Regions from separate parts of the Mus musculus genome. Here region 1 is linked to region 2. A link is a contact called in public promoter capture Hi-C data. All regions are on one chromosome and are shown on one strand. Each heading gives the region's core, a stretch centred on a gene start, on an enhancer-like site or on the middle of the called end of the contact. The rest is flanking DNA. Distances are from core to core; before and after follow the strand shown.

Region 1 (6,783 bases), core at 188-2,687, 240 kb before region 2:
AGGAGGAGAACAATTAGAGGCTTTGTTACCTGGATGTTAAGCACAGGCTCTGAGGGAGGTAAGATAGGGGCAGTTAGGCCAGGAGGAAATGATTAGACAACCGCTTTTAGCTTTACAAGCCCTTGTGGAGAAGGGCGGGAGGGAGAGGGACAAATTGTCTGCTTTCCAGCTTGTCATGTTAGCTTATTCTATGTCTCTTTATGATCCTTGCTTCCTCCTTCAAGGCTGGGGAGCCTGGGCAACAGCAGTGTTGAGTAACTCCCTTCTGTACTCCGAAAAGACAGAAAAACAAACAAGCAAACAAACACGGTGGCCCAGATAAACCCCAAGGGCTGCAGGAGGCCCAGCAGTGTGGGGCCACTGGCTTCTTAGAATGAGAAAGCTAGACTAAGTACTGGGGAGAGAAGAAAAGTGTTCCTTGCAGGTAGGGTAAGGATTCCCTTTAGTGACTGGCATTGAGTGGCTTCTAAATTTCATTGGGCACATTATAATCGGGGGTGGGGGTGGGGGGCTTGTTAAAGTGCAGATCTGGCCTGGAGCTTTAGAGTCTGTATTTCTAGTAAGTCTTCAAGCATTGACTCTGCTTTTGAGCTTAAACCAGGGACCACATCTTAATGAAACTGGTGCCTAGTTTAATGTCAAACAAATGGATAGATGAATAAGATGTTCAGCTAAGAAAGAAGATTTTCGGCTACCTACATTTCTAGTAATAACTGCTAAAACGCAGATTTCCAACTACAACTAAATTTGGAGTTACGAAATCAGTAGGTCTGAGGCGGAGACTGTATTTGCAGTTGAACACGCCCCTTAAGTCGTTTCTCTGATCCGGATAGTTGAGGATGGGTGAACTGTGAGATCTGAGGTGAAGACTAGGGCCTAAGGGGATAAGAATAGGTAGAAAAGTGTTTGCCTTTGAGGTAACTACTTGAGGGAGATCAGGGCCCCAAAGGGATAAGGGGACCAGGATGCCCGAAGGCTTCTCTCTGTCTCACCACTTGAAGACAAGGTTGAGCCACTCAGCAATGAAGGTGATCCAGAGCACGGAGATGCCCAGGCGGCGGGAGGCGTAGTAGGCCGCGGGGAAGCAGAACTGAAAAAGATTCTTAGGATCGCCCAGAAAGGTGACCCAGAGCCACATATTCTCTAGCCCGGGAAGCCGGTTCTGTAGTGCTTCAGCCATTATGATGCCCGCGCTCAGCGTGGACTCCATGGTGAATCAGGAGTCCTCTAGCCTGGAGCCCGTTGTAGGGTGCAAGTCGAGGAACCTTAGCAGAAATGAAGCGGCTACCTGCTGGCCCTCTAGAGCCCACCCTTTCTAGCCCCCGGCCCCGCCCTACCCGCCGGGGGTCTAAACCAAGCCCCACCCCCGCCCCGCCCCGCCCCCGCAGTCCCTGACACGCGCGAGTTGGAGCCGTAGCTGGTACTGTTTCCTCCGGCTTTCTTCCTCGGCCTTCCTCTCTACTGGACAGCGGAGGGGACAAACCTTTGCGAAGGCGTTTCCTCAAGGCCCCACGTGGCCGCTGTTGCTAGCACGTGGGCTGCCAGCGTAGTGCAGAAACCCGCTGCTGTTCCGGGTCAGGGGACCGATGAACCTGGGAACCAGCTCTGTGTCCCGGTTCCTTGTTCTGCTGCTGCGAAGTCGATGTCTAATCTCCAGGGCGAGGGTTTCTTCTGGATCTGATCTCTGTTTTCCAACATCACTACCCATTTTTCTCAAATCTGGACCATTTGGAGAGAAGGGAGTCAAAGCCCGACCTCCAGTTGCACACAGTCTTAGTTGACATCTACCTGTCTCTAGCTCAGGATTCTCCCATTCTATTTCATCCACGTCTTCCTTCAAGAATCCAGAGCTTAACATGTGTGTGTATGTTATGTGCGAGAAACTTGCCTTGCTCTCACCCCTACCACCCTCCTGCCATTTAAAATTCTTATTGGGCAGCTAAATCAAGAAAGAGATAGTATTTCCATGAAAAGAGGAAGGGCACACGCCTACAGTTTTTGCATTATTAGGAGGGACACAGTCCTAGGGGAGATCTGCTTAGAGCAAAGGAAGGAGCCTGTTGATATACTTCTTTGATTTCTTTTTCCCTCCTTTCTTTGCACGTCCGTGGCGAGGTGGGAGTGGGGAGTGTTTCTAGACAGGGATTGCTCTTAAACTCAAGAGATCCTCCTGCCTTTGCCTCCGGAGTGCTGGAATTTAAGGCTAAAAGCATGCACTACCATGCCCCATGCCCGGCTTTTTGTTTGGTTAGTTTTGTTTTGTTTTTCAAGACATGGTTTCTATGTGTACCTCTGGCAATCTTGGAACTCACTTTATAGACCAGGCCTAGCTCTCATATCCAGAGATCAGCCTGCCTCTGTCTCCCAAGTGCTGAGACTCCCAAGGGCATGAGACCACACCCTTGGATTTCTTAGTGTCTCAAGCAACTTTGTTCTTGAAGTCTGAAGGGTGGTTGAAAATGAAGATATGAAATAAAGAAAGTGTTTTTTAATTGCTTCAAGAAGCCAAAATTTCACACAGATGTTTTTTGTTTGTTTGTTTGTTTAGACATATCCCTGGCTGTCCTGTCACTATGGAGACCAGGCGGGACTTAATTAAGTTCAGAGATCCACCTGCCCCTCTCCCTCTGCTGGGATTAAGCTCTAGTTTATTTATTTTTGAGGTAGATCTGGCCCAGGCTGGCCTCAAACTCCCAATACCTTAGGATTGCTGAGATTATAGGTATGGACTATCCACTATTTACCTATTTATTGTGTTGTTTAGATTTGTTTGTTTGTTTGTTTTAGGTTTTTTGAGACAGGGTTTCTTCTGTATAACAGAGTCCTGGTTGTCCTGGACTTACTTTGTAGACTAGGCTGGCCTTGAACTCAAAAGATCTGCCAGCGTCTCCCTCCCTCGTGCTGGAATCAAAGGTATGTAACAGCACACCCTGCCACAATACCTACTTCTTAAGGACTCTGAGATCTGCTCTGGCTCCAGTCTTTACCTTCACAACTTTACCAATCTATATCAGCATCCTGATTTAAAATTGTTTGATACCATCTTTTGACCTTCACAGGCACCAAGCACACACGTGGCCCACATACATCCATGCATGCAAGATACGTATAGAAATTAAATAAATAAACTTAATAAACTTTTTTTAAAAAGTTTAAATGTGTGTAGTTCTGAGTAATGTCATGAGATCTGGATCTAGGATCATCCCTTTGTCTAAAACCCGTGCTGCATTTGCTATTTAATCCATTAGTCAATTAGACTTTTATTTACTTATTTATTTAATTAGTTAGTTTTTTTTCTTTTTCTTTTTTGAGAGACGGTTTCTCTGTGTAGCCCTGGCTGTCCTGGAACTCAAGTTTGTAGACCAGGCTGGTCTCGGACTCAGAAATCCGCCTGCCTCTGCCTCCCGAGTGCTGGGATTAAAGGCATGGGCTACCACGCCCGGCTTTAGTTAGTTGTTTTTTGAGACAGAGTTTCTCTGTGTAACAGTCCTTGCTGTCCTGGAACTCACTTTGTTGACCAGACTGGCCTCGGGCTCACAGAGATCACTCTGCTTCTGCCTCCACTGCTGGCTTGATTTGATAGTTTAAAAAATACATTTATTTATTACACTGTAGCTGTCTTTAGACACACCAGAAGAGGGCATCAGATCCCATGGTTGTAAGCCACCATGTGGTTGTTGGGACTTGAACTCAGGCCCTCTGGAAGAGCAGTCAGTGCTCTTAACCGCTGAGCCATCTCTCCAGCCCCTAACTAGACAGTCAATAATTAGATCAGCTCCTTTGGTGTTGTAGTATTTATGTTCAAGTAATTCTTATTTTATGTAATGAGGATCCAATAAGTGATGTGTCAAATCAGACACTTTGAAACAGAGAGCCTACTCATGAAAATTTTATTGTGATATTTATTATTAAGAGCATTCTATTTTAGCTGGGTTGTGGTGACACAGGACTTTGATCCCTGCACTTGGGAAGCAGAGGCAGATGGATCCCTGTGAGTTCAAAGCCAGCCTGGTCTACAGAGCCAGTTTCAGGACAGCTGAGGTTACACAGAGAAACTCTGTCTCCAAAACACAAAACAAAACAAAACAAAACTCACTCTATTTTAATTAGAAGGTGTTAAGTTCTTACTGGGCCTAACATAAACTCTGTCTTCTCTTTGTATGTGTAGGGGGAAAAAAAATTCTATGTAGAGATTCCTATTTTTAGAGTTTCAGGTACGTACTTTAGAAAAGGGGAGGCGCCTTTAATCTCAGCACTTGGGAGGCAGAGGCAGGTGGATTTCTGAGTTCAAGGCCAGCCTGGTCTACAAAGTGAGTTCCAAGACAGCCAGGCAGTACAGAGAAACCCTGTCTCGAAAAAAACAAAAAAACAAAACAAAAAACAAAAAAACAAAAAAACAAAAAAAGGGAGACTAATTACAGTGTCATAAAGAAGTGAAGTCAGGGATGAGAATATATAGGTTAGCAGAGGTGCAAGGTCCTGGGTTTAATCCCAGCATTCCCTCCTTCCTGCCTGGAGAAGGAGAATTATGTATATATGACTTGTTATGGGGTCCAGAATGACACAACATTCCTCTGAAACAGACAAAAGCATGGAGAAGAATTTTTATTCCCATTATAACAATTGCACCAATGCCTCCAACACAAGGAAGTTTTTGCCTGTTGGAGCACAAGGAAACATTTTTGAACTTTGTTCAGGCTCACTCAGTGCCAGAGCTGGCCCTATGCCTCTCTGTAAACTAGAGAAAGGTCAATCCATTTCTCCGATGATTTTTATATTGTGGGGAGGGGTGGGTGAAGGATGGCAGCTGGGGCTGGGAGGTTTATAAGTGCATCTGCACAGTTCCTTTTGTAAGGTTAGTGAGTATTGTAATATCAAATGGATATCATTGGGACTGGACTTTGCCATTATTACCATTCCCTGTTCCGGACTTCCCACCTTTCCCAAGTATGTATATATGTATGTATGTATGCATGCATGTATGTATGTATGTATGTTTCTACTAGTGCTGAGATTTGAACCCTATGTCCGTAAGAATGGATATGTGCTCTGTTACTGAGCAACATTCCAGAGCTGTTCTTCCTTTTACTGAGCTTTCTGAGATCACAGGGTTACTATTATTTACTTAGATCCTATATGTCATGCATGTATGCATTACCTCACTTAAGCCTCCTTACTGCCTTAGGAGGCAAACGTTATTATCTGATAAAGACCAGTAAGTAGTACCTTTGTTACAATCAAAACCATGGCTTTGCCAGTTTTGTGACCCTGACAATTTTAAGACTTCCTTTCTTTGTCTGTAAAATGAGGATATTGATTCCTTCCTTGAGGGGATGCCAGATGCTCACTAAGTAGTACTAAGTAGTATTTAGATCCCACCGAAGAAACATAAGTTTGCTAATTTGCTTACGGTATTTGGTAAATGGCCTCAGATTCTAATTTGCTTAGCCCTACAGCTAATGTATTTTGTTCGACTACTTTATAATTGGTTATAATCATTTTGAGTGAGTCCTGGTAATTCTTGTGAGCTTCTGGTTCTTCGTATGCAAATGAGGATAATATTTTATAGAGTTCATTCATTAAACGTTTTTGTGTAAGGTGTGGGCTTCAGCGAGACTCCAGTTGCTTTCCCTTTCTCCATCTTGTCCTACGTAAATCATTTAGCCTTTATATGTATCTATTTCCTTAGCTTCCAACAGAGCTTTGCAGGAACTTGGCCGAGCAGACCGGCAGCGGCACATTTTTTACTGTATTCAAGATTCCTCTTTTATTTCCTCTTCTACCTAAGGCTCCCGCCCCACCCAGCGCCAGGCCACGCCCCTGCGCATGACGTCAGCACGCCTCGCGCGTCGCGTCGCGGCGCTTGCTGGGGGCCCGGCTTTCGCCCGCTGCTGCCGCCGCCGCCGCCGGCCGCGGCTGCTCTCCCAAGATGGCGGCACCTCCGGGCGAGTACTTCAGCGTTGGGAGCCAGGTGTCGTGCCGGACGTGCCAGGAGCAGCGGCTGCAGGGCGAGGTGGTAGCCTTCGACTACCAGTCCAAAATGCTGGCTCTAAGTATCCTTCTCTGCGTGGACCCCGAGGCCGGGCCGGCGTGTAGGTGCGGTGGTGGGGGGGCGGGGGACGGCGGCGGCAGCTAGGGCCCTCTCCCGGCCTAGGGGCGACCGGCTACCGCGGTGCCCCGGGCGCATGCGCATGGCCGTGAGATTCCCATCCCCCTCCCGCGGGCCTTTTCGGTCCACTTTGGGGACCCTTGTCTCCCACCCCTTGTGGGAGCTGGGCCCCAACTGAGGGTTGGTGGGTGGAGCGGGGCTTGACACGCGGGTGTCTTTTCGGGAGGGGACGATGTCTTAAGGGGACTCCGTGATTGAGGGGAGGGGGTCGTGGTGGGGAGAGGGCTGGAGATTGGAGCCCGGATGGAGTCGGGAGGGGTGTGTAGGGTCAGGAACTGCTAGTAGGGTAAGGGTATGGACTTTACGAGTGGACTGTCTGCTGATGAGATTTGATTCAAGAAAGGGCGGTGGTGGGATGGTGGTCTAATGGGCCTTGCCGGTTTAGAGATGGGAAGTGCGGAACAGAGTTTGTATCTGAACTGGTGGCGAATTTTGCTGGGGTGGTGTATGCTTGGTGTCACTGTGTGTGCTGACTTTGAAGGTTCTCAGGCATTTGAAAACTGCTACTTAGGAGGTGTTGGAATTAGAAGCCTGGTCTAGAGAGGACTTGCCACGTTTTTCAGGGGTTTATGTATGACAGACAGTGTGGCCTTCGGTTCAGTTCAACACATTCC
Region 2 (6,939 bases), core at 2,820-5,319:
ACACACACACACACACACACACACACACCACAAAGAAAAAAAGGAAGAAAAATCTGAGAGCAAGTACAGTACTTAAAATTGTGTGATTGTGTGTGTGACTCTGATGTCACATGCTCATCTTGCCCTATGAGTTGAAAACCAAATGGCCCCTGAGAGGCATAACAACCACACTGTTGGCTGTGTGCTCACGTTTTTCTTAAAGCGTCTGTCTGGTTTGCTGCTAGCATCAGGCAGACTTGCAGCAGACTACATATGCTCAGCCCTGAAGTCCTTCTAGGGTGCATGTCTCTTCAGAATTTCAGAAAGTCATCTGTGGCTCCAGGACCGCCTGCACTCTCCCTCTGCCGCGAGGCTGCAGACTCTAGGCTGGGGTGGAAGCAACGCTTACCTCTGGGACAAGTATAACATGTTGGCTTTTCTTTCCCTCTGTGGCTCCAACCTGGACATAAAATAGATGCAAGCTGTGTAATAAATATTTCCTCCCGTCCACTTAGTTCTCAACAATAACTACTCTGAGAGCACTTATTAATAGGTGGCTTAGACATAAGCTTTGGCTCATTCCCCCACTAGCTCTTACTTCTTTAACTCTTTCAAACCATTCTGTGTCTTCCACATGGTTAGTTACCTCTCCTTCCATCCTGGTTCGCTTCTTCCTTCGAGTCGCCCTCAGTGTCTCTAGGTGATGCTTGTAAGATATTCTTTCTACAAAGCTGAGAGTGGTGGCACTCTGGGAGTTCAAAGCCAGCCTGATCTACACAGCAAGCTCCAGGATATCCAGGGCAATGTTGGGAAAACCTTTCTCAAACAAAAAGAGGGGTTCAGTTGTCAGGAGGAGACCCATGGGTTAAGAAGTCTAGACGAGCCATGGTGATGCATACCTTTCATCCAAGCACTTAGGAGGCAAAGAAAGGTGAAACTCTTTGACTTTGAGGCCAGCTAGGTTACATAGTGATACCCTGCTTAGTGTGTGTGTGTGTGTGTGTGTGTGTGTGTGTGTGTGTGTAATTTAAAAGTCTAAAAATGCATTCTTTTAAAAATATGTATAAGTATTTGCCTGCACATATGTATGTATGTATGTATACCATGTGTGTGTCTGGTGCTGAAGGACTAGGCATAGACTCCCTAGAACTAGAGTCATAGACAGTTGTGACACTCCCCAACCCCCCACCATGTGGGTGCTTGAAGCTAAACTCCTGTCCTTTGTAAAGCAGCAGGTGTCTATGAACCCTGAACCATCTCTCCAGTCTCCAGATGTGCATTCTCAAAGAGGAGTCCTTCATATTTCCCTAAACTGAACATCCTTATCAGTGAGCATCCTCGAGTCACCAAAGCTACTGCAAACCCTCTTAGGGAACATTCACTATTCACTTCTACTTGGCTCATGAAACTTAAGTACACACACACAAACACACACACACACACAGAGTCATGCACTCACAAAAGCATGCATGTACACCATTCTTATTAGACTATGCTTTGCTAAAAGACTTTCCTAGATACTTTAAAACATCACTTCTGCCTTTTGGTGGGCAGGTTCCAAGATTGGTACTGGCGTACTGGAAACTGAACAAGGTAGAGATCTAGAAATCACAGCAGGTCAGAAGGGCCAGCCTGTACAAGAGAGAGTTCCACACCTTCCAGGAACACTGAGCAGGGGGCTGGGACCTTGCCTCTCAGCCCAAGAAACTAGTGCGTTTCCTGTATGCATGCCTCTCAGAGATTCCATAAGATCTGCCTTCTGCCATAAGATCTCCTGCATCCAGACAAGCCTAGGGGAAGTTGAGAGGCTGCCTGAGTCTCTCCCACAGGCCCCTTCTTGCCTGGCAGTATTTTTTTATCTGGAGGAGAGGAATCAGGGTGGGAATGATCAAATACAATTATCAAGGAAAAAGTAAAAAACATATATATATATATATTAACTGATCTAGGGAGCTGGCTCAGCAGTTAAGAGTTCTGGCTGCCCTTGCTTCAGATCTTGCTTTGATTCCCAGCACCCACATGATGGCTTTCAACTGTATCTCTGCTTCCAGGGGATCCAACAGCCTCTTCTGACCTCCATAGACAAGACCTAGTCCTCTGCAAGAGCACCAAATGCTCTTATCTGTTGATCCATCTCTCTAGCCTCATGCCAGATCATTTAAAACTACTGGACACTGTCCCATTTTACGAAGATGTCACTGCCCAGTCATTTGCCATGAGTGGATATTTCGATTCTTTCTATGTTCTCACCCTTGCAATTTATAAGAAAGATATCTGCATTTGTCTCCTGAGAGAACAAAGGGTGGAGGGCTACTGAGATGGCTCTAGGGGTAAAGGTGCTTGCCACAAAATCTGACAACTTAAGTTTGGTCTTGGAATCCACATGGTGGAGAGAGAGAAGAGATTCCCGTAAGTTGTCCTCAAACTTCCCACACATGTGCTGTGGCTTATGTGTAACCCCAATAAGTAAAGATAGTTTTAAACACTACATAAGGTAGGGTTTCTTCATGACCCCAAGGAATGATGCCCCTGATAGAGCTTATGCTGAAACCCCATCTCCATTGTGCCATCTGGAAAGAGACAATTGCATCCCGGAAACAGAATCTTCATGAATGGATTAATGAGCTATTAAGAAAGTGGCTTGGTTATTGCACATGCTGGCGGCGTAATGACCTCCACCATGATGTTATCCAGCATGAAGGTCCTCACCAGAAGTCATACAAATCTTCTTAGGCTTCCAGAGTCGTGAGCAAAAAAAGCACACCTCTAAATAAATTAACTAGCCTCAGGTAGTTAACCACCGAAAATGAACCAAGGCAGTTCTAATACAAAACCACTTCCCTTCCCTGTTCAAACCACAGTGCCCTATTATCTAAAAGATAAACTTCAAGCCAAGCTTTTAGGTTGCCAGTATTTATGTAACAACAAGGCCCGTTGACACACATCTGTAACTCCTAGTACTGGGCCTCAGGGGCAGAGACAGGTGGAGCCCTGGAGTTTGAATTCCAGGTTCTGTGAGAAACTCTGTCTGAAAAGACAATATGGTGAGTGACCCGGGAGGATATCTGATATTGACTTCTGGCCAACACACAGCCATCTCTGCACATCTGTAGTTGCAAGCCTTTTGCACTAAGTTTGGCCAGAGTCAGAGTTTGCAAGTGTTTGTGGACTGAATGCACGTGTTGCTGGTGATCTACAAAGTCACCCTCCTTCTCAAGCTAGCAGCACTGGCTTCGGCCAGCTGCTCATTCAAGCCTCTTTGCAGAGTCATCACGGGGATGGGGGAGCAGGGCCCCTCCCTAGAACACCAAGCCTGTGGTTGTTTATTCAGGACATTATTGAGGGCCAAGATGACAGATAACTCTATCACTTGGCCAACAGTCGGGTGTTGCGGTGTTAGGTTATTTCTGTGTCTGCAGAAAACAGTGCAACCTGGACAAAAGAAATAAATGATATCATTTTTCATTCAGGCAACTAGATTCCGTGGTACAAAAGGCTCCCTGGGGAACGAGGCCGGGACAGCGCGGCTCCTGAGTCGCTATTTCCGTCTGTCAACTTCTCTAATCTCTTGATTTCCTCCCTCTGTCTGTTTCCTTCCTCTTGCTGGGGCCCAGTGGAGTCTGTGTACTCACAGGGAGGAGGGTGGCAAAGCCCTGGTCCTCTACGGGCTGGGGGAAGGGGGGAAGCTGTCGGCCCAGTGACTTTTTCCCCTTTCTCTTTTTCTTAGAAACCAGTCTCAATTTAAGATAATGAGTCTCCTCATTCACGTGTGCTCACTATTCATAGGGACTTATCCACCCCCGCCCTGTCAATCTGGCTAAGTAAGACAAGTCAAATTTAAAAGGGAACGTTTTTCTAAAAATGTGGCTGGACCGTGTGCCGGCACGAAACCAGGGATGGCGGTCTAAGTTACATGCTCTCTGCCAGCCCCGGTGCCTTTTCCTTTCGGAAAGGAGACCCGGAGGTAAAACGAAGTTGCCAACTTTTGATGATGGTGTGCGCCGGGTGACTCTTTAAAATGTCATCCATACCTGGGATAGGGAAGGCTCTTCAGGGAGTCATCTAGCCCTCCCTTCAGGAAAAGATTCCACTTCCGGTTTAGTTAGCTTCCACCTGGTCCCTTATCCGCTGTCTCTGCCCACTAGTCCTCATCCATCCGGTTTCCGCCCTCATCCACCTTGCCCTTTTAGTTCCTAGAAAGCAGCACCGTAGTCTTGGCAGGTGGGCCATTGGTCACTCCGCTACCACTGTTACCATGGCCACCAAGGTGTCATTTAAATATGAGCTCACTGAGTCCTGCGGGATGGCTTGGTTGGTAATATGCTTGCTGCAAAATCGTGAGAACTGGAGTTCAATTCCCAGCACATGGATGTATTTCCAGCACCTGGAAGGCAGGGAGCAGAGATCTTAAAGCTCCTGGCCAGACAGCCCAGCCTAATTAGTAATCAGTGAGAGACCCTGTCTCAAGAAACAAGATGGAACATCAAAGGTCAACCTCTTGTCTCCACACACACAAATACACACATGCACATACATCCACACACAGGCAAACACATGCACACACCTGAACACCCTCCACAAATACATACATAAAAAAATAAATACATACACACATACATACATACACCAACATTCCCTCTCCTTAGTCTCCTGGCTACGCTCTTGTCACCCCCACTAAGGCTTCAACTTCTTCTATTTCTTCATCTTGACTCCTCTGTACTTTGCATGCCTTTTCCAGCAAAGGCTTTTCTTTAAATCTCCGTCATTCATAAACTCCCTCTAAATTTCTTCCCCTGCCCTTTTCTTTCTCTCTAGGGAGATAAAGACACACACTACAAAGTCACCGTGGGACCAGTTTATTCACCCACCCACCCCTGCTTCTGTTCATCCGGCCAGCTAAGTAGTCCAACCTCTCTGGTGCTGTACCCTGGACCCTGGCTTCACCACAGCTCCTCCATGCTACCCAGCCCTGCAAACCTTCAGCCTAGCCTCTGGTTCTCCAACCAGCACAGGCCCAGTCTGGCTTCTATGTCCTAGAAATCTCCTTCATTCTCTCCATTTCCCTCCTGAATCTACCACCTTCTTTCTCCCTTCTCCTGACCTCTAATGTCTTGGTCAAACGATTACAAGGAAGCCAATGAAATTAGCAGTTTGGGGTACCTCAGAGTCAGCAGGGGAGCTGGGATGAATTCACATTTCCAGGCCTTTGCTTTGCTCCCCGGATTCTGACAGGCAGTTCCGAAGCTGAGTCCAGGAAGCTGAATTTAAAATCACACTCCAGCTGGGTTCTGAGGCAGCCCTACCACATCAGCTGGCCCTGACTGAGCTGTGTCTGGGTGGCAGTGGTGCTGGTGGTGCTGGTGGTGCTGGTGGTGGTGGTGGTGGTGGTGGTGGTGGTGGTGGTGGTGTGTGTGTGTGTTTTCTGCTTTTACAAAACTTTTCTAATTCTTATACAAAGGACAAATCTGCCTCATATAGGCAGAAAGATGACTTATGCCTATATAAGATATAAAGATGACTTTATGCCACTTATTAGCAATAGTTACTGTCAAAAGTAATTCTATTTATACACCCTTATACATGGTATTGCTTTTGTTGGAGACTCTAAAATCCAGATTATGTATTTAAAAAAAAATTCCCCAGTCCTTAAAAGGTGAAGAATGGACCCAGATAGAAGGTCACGGCACAAGTATGGAGTCGGAGTGTGGAGTCCTGCCAATGGTCTGGACAGAAGCATCCAGAGAGGGTCCAAGACAAATGCCTCGCCTCCTAAGGAACACTGGCAGCCCTGATGAGGTACCAGAGATTGCTAAGTGGAGGAATACAGGATCAGACCCATGGAGGGGCTTAAAGCGTGACTGTAGCAGCCCTCCGCTGAGGGGCTCCAGGTGGGCGCCCAAGGTGCTGCAGTGGGAGCCACATGAGAGGTGATGTCTTGGAGTCACCTCGGGTACCATTGTTTAGGGAGGTGGGGATTTGTGGTGTGGAGACAGGCAGCCTCAAGGATGCTTTTCAACAATGGTTGATGAGTTGGAACTAAAACAGGGGCCATCACACTGGCTCCCATAGCTCTGGGCTTGCCAGCTTCCACATCTGCCCCCCACCCCCTGTCTGGCACCAGCTCAAGCTCTGTGATTCTACACATCCAAAAGAGGAAGAGTAGCCTACTGGGCATGCCACCTCTTCTGGACCATCAGGTGAGAGTGTGGCAAGCCCTAGGCTCCTGTCCAGGATGCAGGGCTGCCAGATAGGATGCTCAGCTATCTCCTGAGCTGGAACTATTTTAGGAATAAGGATTATGCCCGCCCGGGGTTGGCCAGCACCCCAGCAGCCTGTGCTTGCGTAAAAGCAAGTGCTGTTGATTTATCTAAAAACAGAGCCGTGGACCCACCCACAGGACAAGTATGTATGCATCTGTTTCATGTATCTGAAAAGCGACACAACCATTTTTCACATCATGGCATCTTCCTAACCCCCATTCTTTTTTGTTTTGTTTTTTTGAGACAGGGTTTCTCTGTGTAGTCCTGGCTGTCCTGGAACTCACTTTGTAGACCAGGCTGGCCTCGAACTCAGAAATCCTGGGATTAAAGGTGTGTGCCACCACGCCCGGCCCTAACCCCCATTCTTAATGGTGATCCAGTGGTTGAAATTTCGGGCCACACACATGTCCATTAGGGATTAGCTGCTGTCTTCTGAGCTACCTGGTACAATCTTTATCCCCTGGGGCCTGGGCTCCTGATCCCTGACTCGGGCCCGATCAAGTCCAGTTCCTGGGCCCGATCAAGTCCAGTTCCTGGGCCCGAACAAGTCCAGTCCCTAGCTCGATTAGCTCATCCTGGCTCCCTGGCCTGTTCTTACTTACACTCTTCCCCTTGCTCTGGACTTGTTGCTTTCTTTACTCAAGTTGTCTGCCACAGTCCCTAAGCCACCTCTGTAAGACAACTAAGATAATACTTCCCT

The links. Capture Hi-C pulls out chosen DNA fragments and counts their contacts.
Region 1: a contact with region 2 is called in a promoter capture Hi-C map of adipose tissue. The contact joins the promoter of G6pc3 here to the promoter of 4930417O22Rik in region 2. A contact is called at or near these places in 1 of 115 datasets of contacts at active chromatin or transcription factors (pancreatic cancer cells) and 1 of 9 other capture datasets (adipose tissue).

Annotation. Positions count from the first base shown.
Region 1 is chr11:102,184,353-102,191,135 of GRCm38.p6, reverse strand. It overlaps G6pc3 (glucose 6 phosphatase, catalytic, 3), which reads right to left and starts at 1,437. Exons shown (of 6, transcript NM_175935.3): 1 at 993-1,437. The coding sequence starts at 1,210. It overlaps Lsm12 (LSM12 homolog), which reads left to right and starts at 5,880. Exons shown (of 5, transcript NM_172947.3): 1 at 5,880-6,053. The coding sequence starts at 5,930.
Region 2 is chr11:101,949,551-101,956,489 of GRCm38.p6, reverse strand. It overlaps 4930417O22Rik (RIKEN cDNA 4930417O22 gene), which reads right to left and starts at 4,069. Exons shown (of 4, transcript NR_045806.1): 1 at 4,011-4,069; 2 at 626-795; 3 at 389-439.